Regions from separate parts of the Mus musculus genome. Here region 1 is linked to region 2. A link is a contact called in public promoter capture Hi-C data. All regions are on one chromosome and are shown on one strand. The core of a region is the stretch at or near the end of the contact, and the rest is flanking DNA. Distances in the headings are between cores, read along the strand shown. Region 1 holds the start of Rlf (rearranged L-myc fusion sequence). Region 2 holds the start of Cited4 (Cbp/p300-interacting transactivator, with Glu/Asp-rich carboxy-terminal domain, 4).

What was found. Promoter capture Hi-C pulls out the DNA fragments that hold promoters and counts their contacts.
Region 1: a promoter capture Hi-C map of pre-B cells shows a contact between it and region 2, with 2.9 times the contacts expected there. The contact joins the promoter of Rlf here to the promoter of Cited4 in region 2. A contact is called at or near these places in 1 of 39 promoter capture datasets (pre-B cells) and 2 of 484 Hi-C or Micro-C datasets (cortical neurons and pro-B cells).

Annotation. Positions count from the first base shown.
Region 1 is chr4:121,213,477-121,217,563 of GRCm38.p6, reverse strand. It overlaps Rlf (rearranged L-myc fusion sequence), which reads left to right and starts at 2,480. Exons shown (of 8, transcript NM_001346660.1): 1 at 2,480-2,729. The coding sequence starts at 2,493.
Region 2 is chr4:120,664,301-120,668,432 of GRCm38.p6, reverse strand. It overlaps Cited4 (Cbp/p300-interacting transactivator, with Glu/Asp-rich carboxy-terminal domain, 4), which reads right to left and starts at 1,870. Exons shown (of 1, transcript NM_019563.2): 1 at 613-1,870. The coding sequence starts at 1,630. The coding sequence ends at 1,082.

The DNA of each region.
Region 1 (4,087 bases), core at 1,231-3,730, 550 kb before region 2:
TCATGTCTAGCATCTTCCTGGACCCACAAGCATTTTATCTGTGATCCACTACTATAATGGGGCTAATTTCAGAGATGAGCTGGAGCTTTCTGTTTCCAATGTTTGAGTAGCTCACAAAGTCTCTTAAGCATACCCAGGCCCAAAGTCTGTTGTCTTAAAAACAAATTCCTCTAGAGGTCAGTTCTGATAAACTCCTTGGTCAAGCTAACTGTACCTTGGGAGAGTTAATTATCAAAACAGATGGGCACTGAGTCTCAGGGAGGTAAAAATAGATAATAGATAAATGGATAGATGGATGGATGGATGGATGGATGGATGGATGGACAGAAGAACAGAAAGATAGACTAGATAGATAGATAGATAGATAGACAGACAGACAATTTTTAAGAAACATCTTGACCATTCAACAGTGCCCTAGAGTCTCCCTGTATCTTATCTAGTATGCATTCTCTCCTTTCTCACTTTGTAACAACTTGAACAAGGCTTTTTCCCCCTAAGAAGCTTGATGATTGTCCTTTTATTGCTGTGATCCATTCAATATCCAAAATTGACTTGGAGAAGAAAGGGTTTGTGTGGCTTACATGTCCCAGTCCCAGGTGATCATTGAGGGATCTATTCCTGCACAAACATGACCAAGAAGCAGTTGGGGAGGAAAGGGTTTATTCAGCTTACATTTCCACATTGCTGTTCATCACTGAAAGAAGTCACGACTGGACCTCAAGCAGGTCAGGGAGCAGGAGCAGGAGCAGATGCAGATGCAGATGCAGATGCAGATGCAGATGCAGAGGCCATGGAGGGATGTTACTTACTGGCTTGCTTCCCCTGGCTTACTCAGCCTGTTCTCTTATAGAACCAAGACTACCAGCCCAGAGATGGCACCACCCATAAGGGGACCTCCCCCCTTGATCACTAATTGAGAAAATGCTTTGCAGCTGGGTCTCATGGAAGCATTTCCCCAACTGAAGCTCCTTTCTCTGTGATAGCTCCAGCCTGTGTCAAGTTGACACAAAATTAGCCAGTACAGATGCCATAGCAGTAACTCAAGCAGGAGCAGAGGCAGGAACTGTGGGGAAAACGCTTCTCACTGATTTGCTTCTATGCTCAGATGCTGTCCCTTGCTTATCCCTCCCAGTACCATCTGCCCAGGGGTAATACCACCCACAGTGGGCTGGGCCATCCCACGTCAGTCAACAAACAAAACATGTCATGGACATGCCTACAGGGATCAGTGGGATGGAGGCACCTCTCAGTTGAGGTTCCCTCCTCCCAAGTGACTCTGGTTTTGTATTAAAGTCACAAACAACTGACCAATCAGCACAATGGCTCATATTTCATGGAGGGGAAAGCAACATTTAGGTCATAACTCTCAAATCTCCCATTATCAAATTATACATTTACCTTCATCTAGACCCATTGTTTATAGAGTTCCTCCAGTTGAAGTGAGGGTATCCCTCATTTGTATACTAGACCAAACATCTTATGTTCTGGATTTTATATATATATATATATATATATGTATATATATATATATACATATATATATATATATATAATGTATGTGTATATACACACACACACACACACATATACATATACACACACACATATATACATATTTTTTTCTTGTTTTCACCACTTCATCTACTGGGCTCCAGCCACACCATTTTGCCATTCTCCCTTTTCTTCTCTGTTCTTCTTTGCATTTCTTTCTTGTCCCCTCCCACTAATACCTGGAACTCATGATCCTCCTGTCTCAGTCTCTCAAGTGCTGGATTACAGTGGCTTTGCCTTGGCTGTCCTGGAACTCGCTCTATATACCAGTCTGGCTTCTAACCCACAGAGATCCAGCCTGTCTCTGCACACCTCCAGTCGCAGCACTTGGGAGGCAGAGGCAGGTGAACTTTTAAGTTTGAGGCCAGCCTGATCTGCAATGTGAGTTACAGGACAGCTAGTCCTACACAGGGAATCCTTGTCTTGAAAACAACTTTTTAAAAGTCCCCCCCCCCCCCTTTTTAGTAGAATCGTCTCAACGCCATATATTTTGACCAATCCTTTTTCCAGCGACTAGTAATGCCATTCCCATTTTAAACCAAATTCCCTTCAGTTTGTTTTCAGGTCGGCCTAACAATCTTTATTTTCCTCCAACCGGGGATGCTTTTCTCCGAGCTTCTTTCTGGGCTGCCTTTCCCTTGCTCTTCGGTTCGCTGCTCCGCAGACATCTCTCTCATATCTCCATTGTCTCTAGGCCCTTTGCGCTCCTCGACTCTGAAGGGCCTGTAGAACCCAGGGCCGCTAGAATCTCGCCGTTGCTAGGCTGTTGCTAGGGCGGTTGCGGTGGAGACTTCTGAGAGGACCAACATTCGGCGTCCTAGTGACGGATAAAGTTGGCGCCAGCGTCGCCAGGGGGGTGCGTCACTAACACGGGCGATTGGGGGCGGGGCCAGGCGGAGTCACGTGGTTTGGTTGCCTACGCGCTGCTGGGCCGTGGGAAGATGGCGGACGGAAAGGGAGACGCCACGGCCGCCGCCGGGGCCGGGGCTGGGGCTGAGGCTCCGGCGGTGGCGGGAGCCGAAGTCGAGACTGAGTCCATGGCTCGGGGTCATCGCCCTGCATCTCCGGCGTCGGGAGCGCCGGGCCTACGACCGTGTCTCTGGCAGCTGGAGACCGAGCTGAGGGAGCAGGAGGTGTCCGAGGTCTCATCTTTGAGCTACTGCCGGAGCTTCTGCCAGGTGAGGGGTGGACTAGATGGCCGAGGGTGGAGGGGCGGGGAGGCCGGGAGAAGAGACTCGGGATCCGCCTCAACAGCCGGGGGCTTCGCGGGGAAAAACGCCACCCCCGTATCTCGCCGCGCCCCCGGGCCGGGCAGGCCCAGCTCTGCCGTAACCCGACTTCAGTCACTGCCCGGGCGGATTGCGCTGGGCGGTCCTGAGCCCAGAGAGCTCCCTGCAAGGGCTGTGCCCTGTCGCTGTTGCCTGGGTCCTGGCCGGGTGGTTGGAGCGCCACTGCCCCCCTGAGGGATCGATTGCCAGTTCCTGCAGGGAGATGCTTTTTTTTTTGAGTGGTGTGCTGATCTCCAAACTGAAAAACCTTGTTTTTCTGAACAATCAGGAGAGGTGGGCTCTGACCAGAGACTTATCTTTAAAGTCACATCTTTTGGCTTCCCTAAGATACGACGGTTGGTCTTGGATGGCGTCTGGAGCTTTCTGATTAGGGAATACTGAGCCGGTTGATTGGTTTTTGTGGGGTGTTTGTTTGTTTGTTTGTTTTTGCCACTGTGGGCGGGTGTGAAAAGATATGTTTATGCCATTCTTTGACCTGTTTTGTATTCATCTGCTGGTTGTACTACTAGGAATGGAGCCTGGTAGCTCTGTAATGGAGATTAGTCTGAGTGGAAGAGGTCGGGAGAGAGATATAGAGAATGGCCTCTTTGGCAGTCGGGTGATTGATCGTTTCTGTGCGGGTCCCAATCTGTGGGGCTACATGCTGACAGATGTGATTTTAAGTTTGGTCTCCGTGACCACGTTGCAGTTTTTTTTCTATGTTTTCGAGTGTCTTCCAAGTGTAAATGCTTGCCGTCATTGTTTCTGCATCTGGTACTTAGACTATCAGGTTTCTGCCATCCCTTTGCTCCTCATTTGGAGTACCTTAGAGAATAGAAAATAATCGAGGTATGTTGGTACGTGGACTCTTAATGAGCAATTGAGTGCTGAAAAGATTGTGGAGTTAGAAAGTTGTAGTTGGAGTAGTGAGCAATCTGCTTTGTTGGTCCTGGGCAGAATTAGTTGTCTCTGTTGAGTTCATTTGTATCCCACTCTTTGACCCAGAACTTCGTCTATTTGGAATTTTTCTCTGCTAATATTTTCTATACATTAGATCATGTCAGTTCTTGTGTGCACAATCGTCAGCATTCTCATTATTGTCTACTAATAATGATCACTCTTATTTAGGGCAGGCATGTATTCCACAGATTTTTTCCAACCCTTAGAATGGTGCCAGGAAGACTTATGGAAGTTGAAGGGCGTCTTGGGCATTATAATGGACTCCCAGGCTAGGCTTACAGTGTGATATTCCTCTCTCAAATAGACAT
Region 2 (4,132 bases), core at 621-3,120:
TGTTTTCTGGACAAGTCCCTTCCATGTTCCAAGAACAGTCTGTTTCCAGGTCTGTCCCTATGATTCCTTATGCACCAACGCTCAGAACAAACATCTCTATAGTTTCCGGAGGTGACTAAGAGTCTGACAGTGTGCTATAGTCATTACATGGATGAAGTATGAAGTATGTGTGAAGTATGTATGGTTCAGTCTCTATCAACACACACACACACACACACACACACACACACACCGCTATAAAAGTATCACAACCATATCCTTCCAAAGAAACCAAAAGGGCAGTGTCGTGGGCAAGTGAGATAGTCTCTGTTCAAAGCTAGGGCTGCCTGGATCTTCAGGGGACCCCCCCCCCCCAGTTCCTGGAGTCCTAGTGGCTAGGAAATCAAACGGATTAAGCTGTTAACTGGCCAGGCAGCAGCCTGGACCCCTCAGGTTATGTCATGACAATTGCACAACTCTCAAGACATTTTCAAAAGAAACTATCAGGTCTCTTGTCCTTTGGGCTGTTGAGGTTGCGAGCCTCAGTTTCACTTTGGGACTCTAACAGCCTCAGACTTTTTGCAAGTTACAGGTACTTGAGGGTGGGGATGAAAAGGAAATGGAAACTCAAAATTGTAAAGCAACCCAGTTTTATTTTGGTTTTAGAGGCCAGCGGGAGCATGGCTCCACTCTGCAGGGGTTAGGTGTAAAATCCTTCCCTCCCCCGGGCCAGGGGCCCAGGGAAGGTAGGGGGTACGGAGAGATGGCTCCCTAGACCCAATCCGGTTAGTAGGCTGCTCGAGAAGGAAGGTCAGGCAGAGGCCTGTAATGGCTCAGATTGGGGCAAGGCGGCGGAAAGAGGGCACAGAATCCAAGAACGTGGAATCCGAAGGCTGGTTCAGTTCCCTCCATTAGACCGCTGAGGCTTGGGTATGAGAAGCGAGACCCAACTGTCATCTGGCAGGAGGCAGAGCCTGGAGGCAAGGCAGGTGTTCTCGGCTGGAGCCGTCTCGGCACGAAAACCAGGCGCCTCCACCCTCACGGAGGGTGTGTGGGAGCCGGGCCACCGGGCGCAAGGTCCCGTGTCTCTGGGTGGTGGCTCTCAACAGCTCACCGAGCCGGCGGCCGGCGCTGACCCCAGGTCTGAGAAGCAATCGAACTCGCTCTGGCCGAGGAAGAGCTCCGGCAGCTCGCGTACGCGGTGCAACCCGAGCTCGAGTTCCAGCGACGTCAGCGCCTCTTCGTCGATGAGCTCGGTGTCCATGCAGCCCAGGGCGGGTGGCGGCGGCGGCGGCGGCAACGAGGCTGCGGCTCCGGGCGCCGGCTGCAGAGGTGAGGGCCCTCCAGCGGCTGCCGGGGGCGCCGGGATGCGGCCCGGGGACGGTGTGGCTGCAGACTGCAGGTGCGTGCTACCGGCGCCCGGCGACTGCGAGACGGGGAAGGGCTGGAAAGAGACCGGCGACCCGAAGGAGCCGTATGCCAGGGTCCCGGGTGGCGGCGGCGGTCCCAGCGGAGCCCCCCGCGGCCGCAGACCGCTGTCCATGCCCGGGCCTGCGTATGGCTGCAGAGTCCGGGGAGCGTGCGGGCCGTGGGTGTGCGGCGGCACCTGTAGCAGGCAGTAGCCCTCGGCGAGCATCAGGTGGTCGGCCATAGCAGCTGGCGGACAGTCAGGGCACGCCCCGGGTCTCGGCCAGCGGCTCCTCTTGGGCGGGAGACCCGGGCACTGTGCAGTCCCTGCAACTCAACCAGGCAGAGGAAGAATAAATCGGATTCGTTCACTGTCTCACCCGGGTCTCCCGGATCTCCTCTCTTCTGCGCTGCCCACAGCAGTAGTTGCAGGCCGCAAAAGAAACAGACAGCCCAAGGGTTCCCAGGCTTTCGCGCAGTGCCTTGAAGTCCGGAGATTTTTTATACCAAGAGGCGGGAACGCCACGCCCACTCTCTGTCATTGGCTGGATGAATCCCTTCTGGGCGGGTCGTGAACCTGTCCAAGAAGGTATTGGTCCCGCCCCCTACCAGAGCTCCGCCCTTTGGGCCTGCAAGGGCGTCCCAGGATGCAGGCACTTTGGTAGGGCTGGGTGGTTGACATTTTTCTGGGGCTTGGTCAGGCCTTCGAGGTACTGGTTAAGAGGGGGTATGGGAGTAGCTTGAATTTGCCAGATGAGGTGAGAGGGCCAGTTCCTGTAGTTTCAGGATCTTGGCGTCACTCAATTTACTATTTTTTCGGACTGAGCCTCAGAGGCAGGAGAGATTTCCTGGAAACACACAGTAAATAAAGCCTTTAAGATTCAAACCCGGAACTTTGTATTGCACTTCAGCGAAGTGCAATGTCCTTTGAAGAGGTCAGCTCTCTGTTCCTACAATCCCCAGGGAGCCAATTGCTCCTTCTCTCTGGTTCACACTGTGCTGTCTGTTGAAGCTTGTCCTGAGTTGTTATTAAAGTAATTTATGGGCATGTCTCCTGAAGGACTTGTTCATCTTCTTACCCTCAGCATTTGGCCCGCAGCCTGGTTCAGAGCTGGCTTTCTGTAAAAGTGGAATGAATGAGCAAATGATGGCGTGAATTGCAGCTCATTCACCAAACTGCGGCTTTCTCCTCCGTAGGATGCTGGCCAGAGTAGCAGAGACCACAAGCGCCTATGGTGAAAGTTAGCTGAGGCTCTGTGTGTGTGTGTGTGTGTGTGTGTGTGTGTGTGTGTGTGTGTATAGAGCCCTCCATAGTGCCTGGCACATACATATGTATTAAATGTTCTTTAATCTAGTGAAAGGTTGGCTATAAGGCTGGCTCTAATGATCACCCAATGGGGGATTTCCAAAGCTTCTTTGAATCACAATAATCCTAACTTGGAGCTTTAGAGTGCTCTACATTCTACAAGTGCCTTTCTGGGGTAGGGTATGAATTTTTAGCCCTATTTTGCAGATAAGAAGACTAAGGCACCAAAGGAAAATGAGGCTGTGCAGAGGCTGTATGCAAATAGTCATTCCTATATGCAACAAGCTCTTTGAGCCACAGGCATGCCGGGGACGGTTTCCTGGAGCCTGACTTACACATGTTGGCTTTCCCCTCCTCAGGCTCCCCTCCCCCCTGCAGCAGCCTCTGGCCTTCCTGGAACTTTGGTTTATCTAGCTGGTGTAGAGGGGAGAAGTTTAGCAGCCGAGTTCAGAGGCCCAAGTTCTAATCATAGCTCTGCCACCTGCAGGGGCGTTGGGTGGGGGCTGGGGGGGCATCACTTGATTCCATAGGGCCTCTGCTTTCTGCTGTGAAAGGAAGTTGGTGGTCCTAGTCTAGTATAATGAAAGCCTTGGGCTATCTCTTTTTCTCCAGATAGGGCTCCACACAGAAATTCTTAAACCTGACTGTTAGGGGGAACCCTAACCTTCTGACTCAGAAGGTTAACACTGAGATGTTTGTTTGTTTGTTTGTTTGTTTGTTTTAGGCAGAGCCTTGCTGTGTAACCCAGGCTGGTCTTGAAGCTGATATTATTGTCGTTCAGCCTTCCTAGTGCTTAGACTGTGGGTGGTTTGGAATCATAAGACTATGTTTTTAAAAAAAATCACCCTGACATAGCTGGTCTAAGGACACCATCGTTTGGCAGTGGTTACATCACAAGACAGTTTTGCTTTTAGAAAAAAGTGTGTGTGTGTGTGTGTGTGTGTGTGTGTGTGTGAATAATGCTTTAAAAAGTTATCTAATCTGGGGCTGGAGAAATGGCTCACCACTTAAGAGAGCTTGCTGTTCCTCCAGATGGCCTGAGTTTGGTTCCCACTGTTCATACTGGGCAGCTCACAACCACCTTTAATGCCAGCTTCAGATGATCCAATAGCTTCTTTTTACTTTTGTGGGTACCCACATACACATCTCACACAAACATACACAAATCAAAATTTAAAATAAGATTTTTGAAGTTCTTTAGCGCGTTTGGTGCATTAACTGACAACTAACAATTCACTGGGAGACGGTGGAGGAGCCTACTTCCATCAAGGGCTTGCTATACAAACTTGGGGGCTTGAGTTTGGATTCCCAACATCCACATAAAAAGCTGAGGTGTCCAGGGATCCACCCCATAATCAGCTTCCAAACGCTGACACCATTGCATACACTAGCAAGATTTTATCGAAAGGACCCAGATGTAGCTGTCTCTTGTGAGACTAG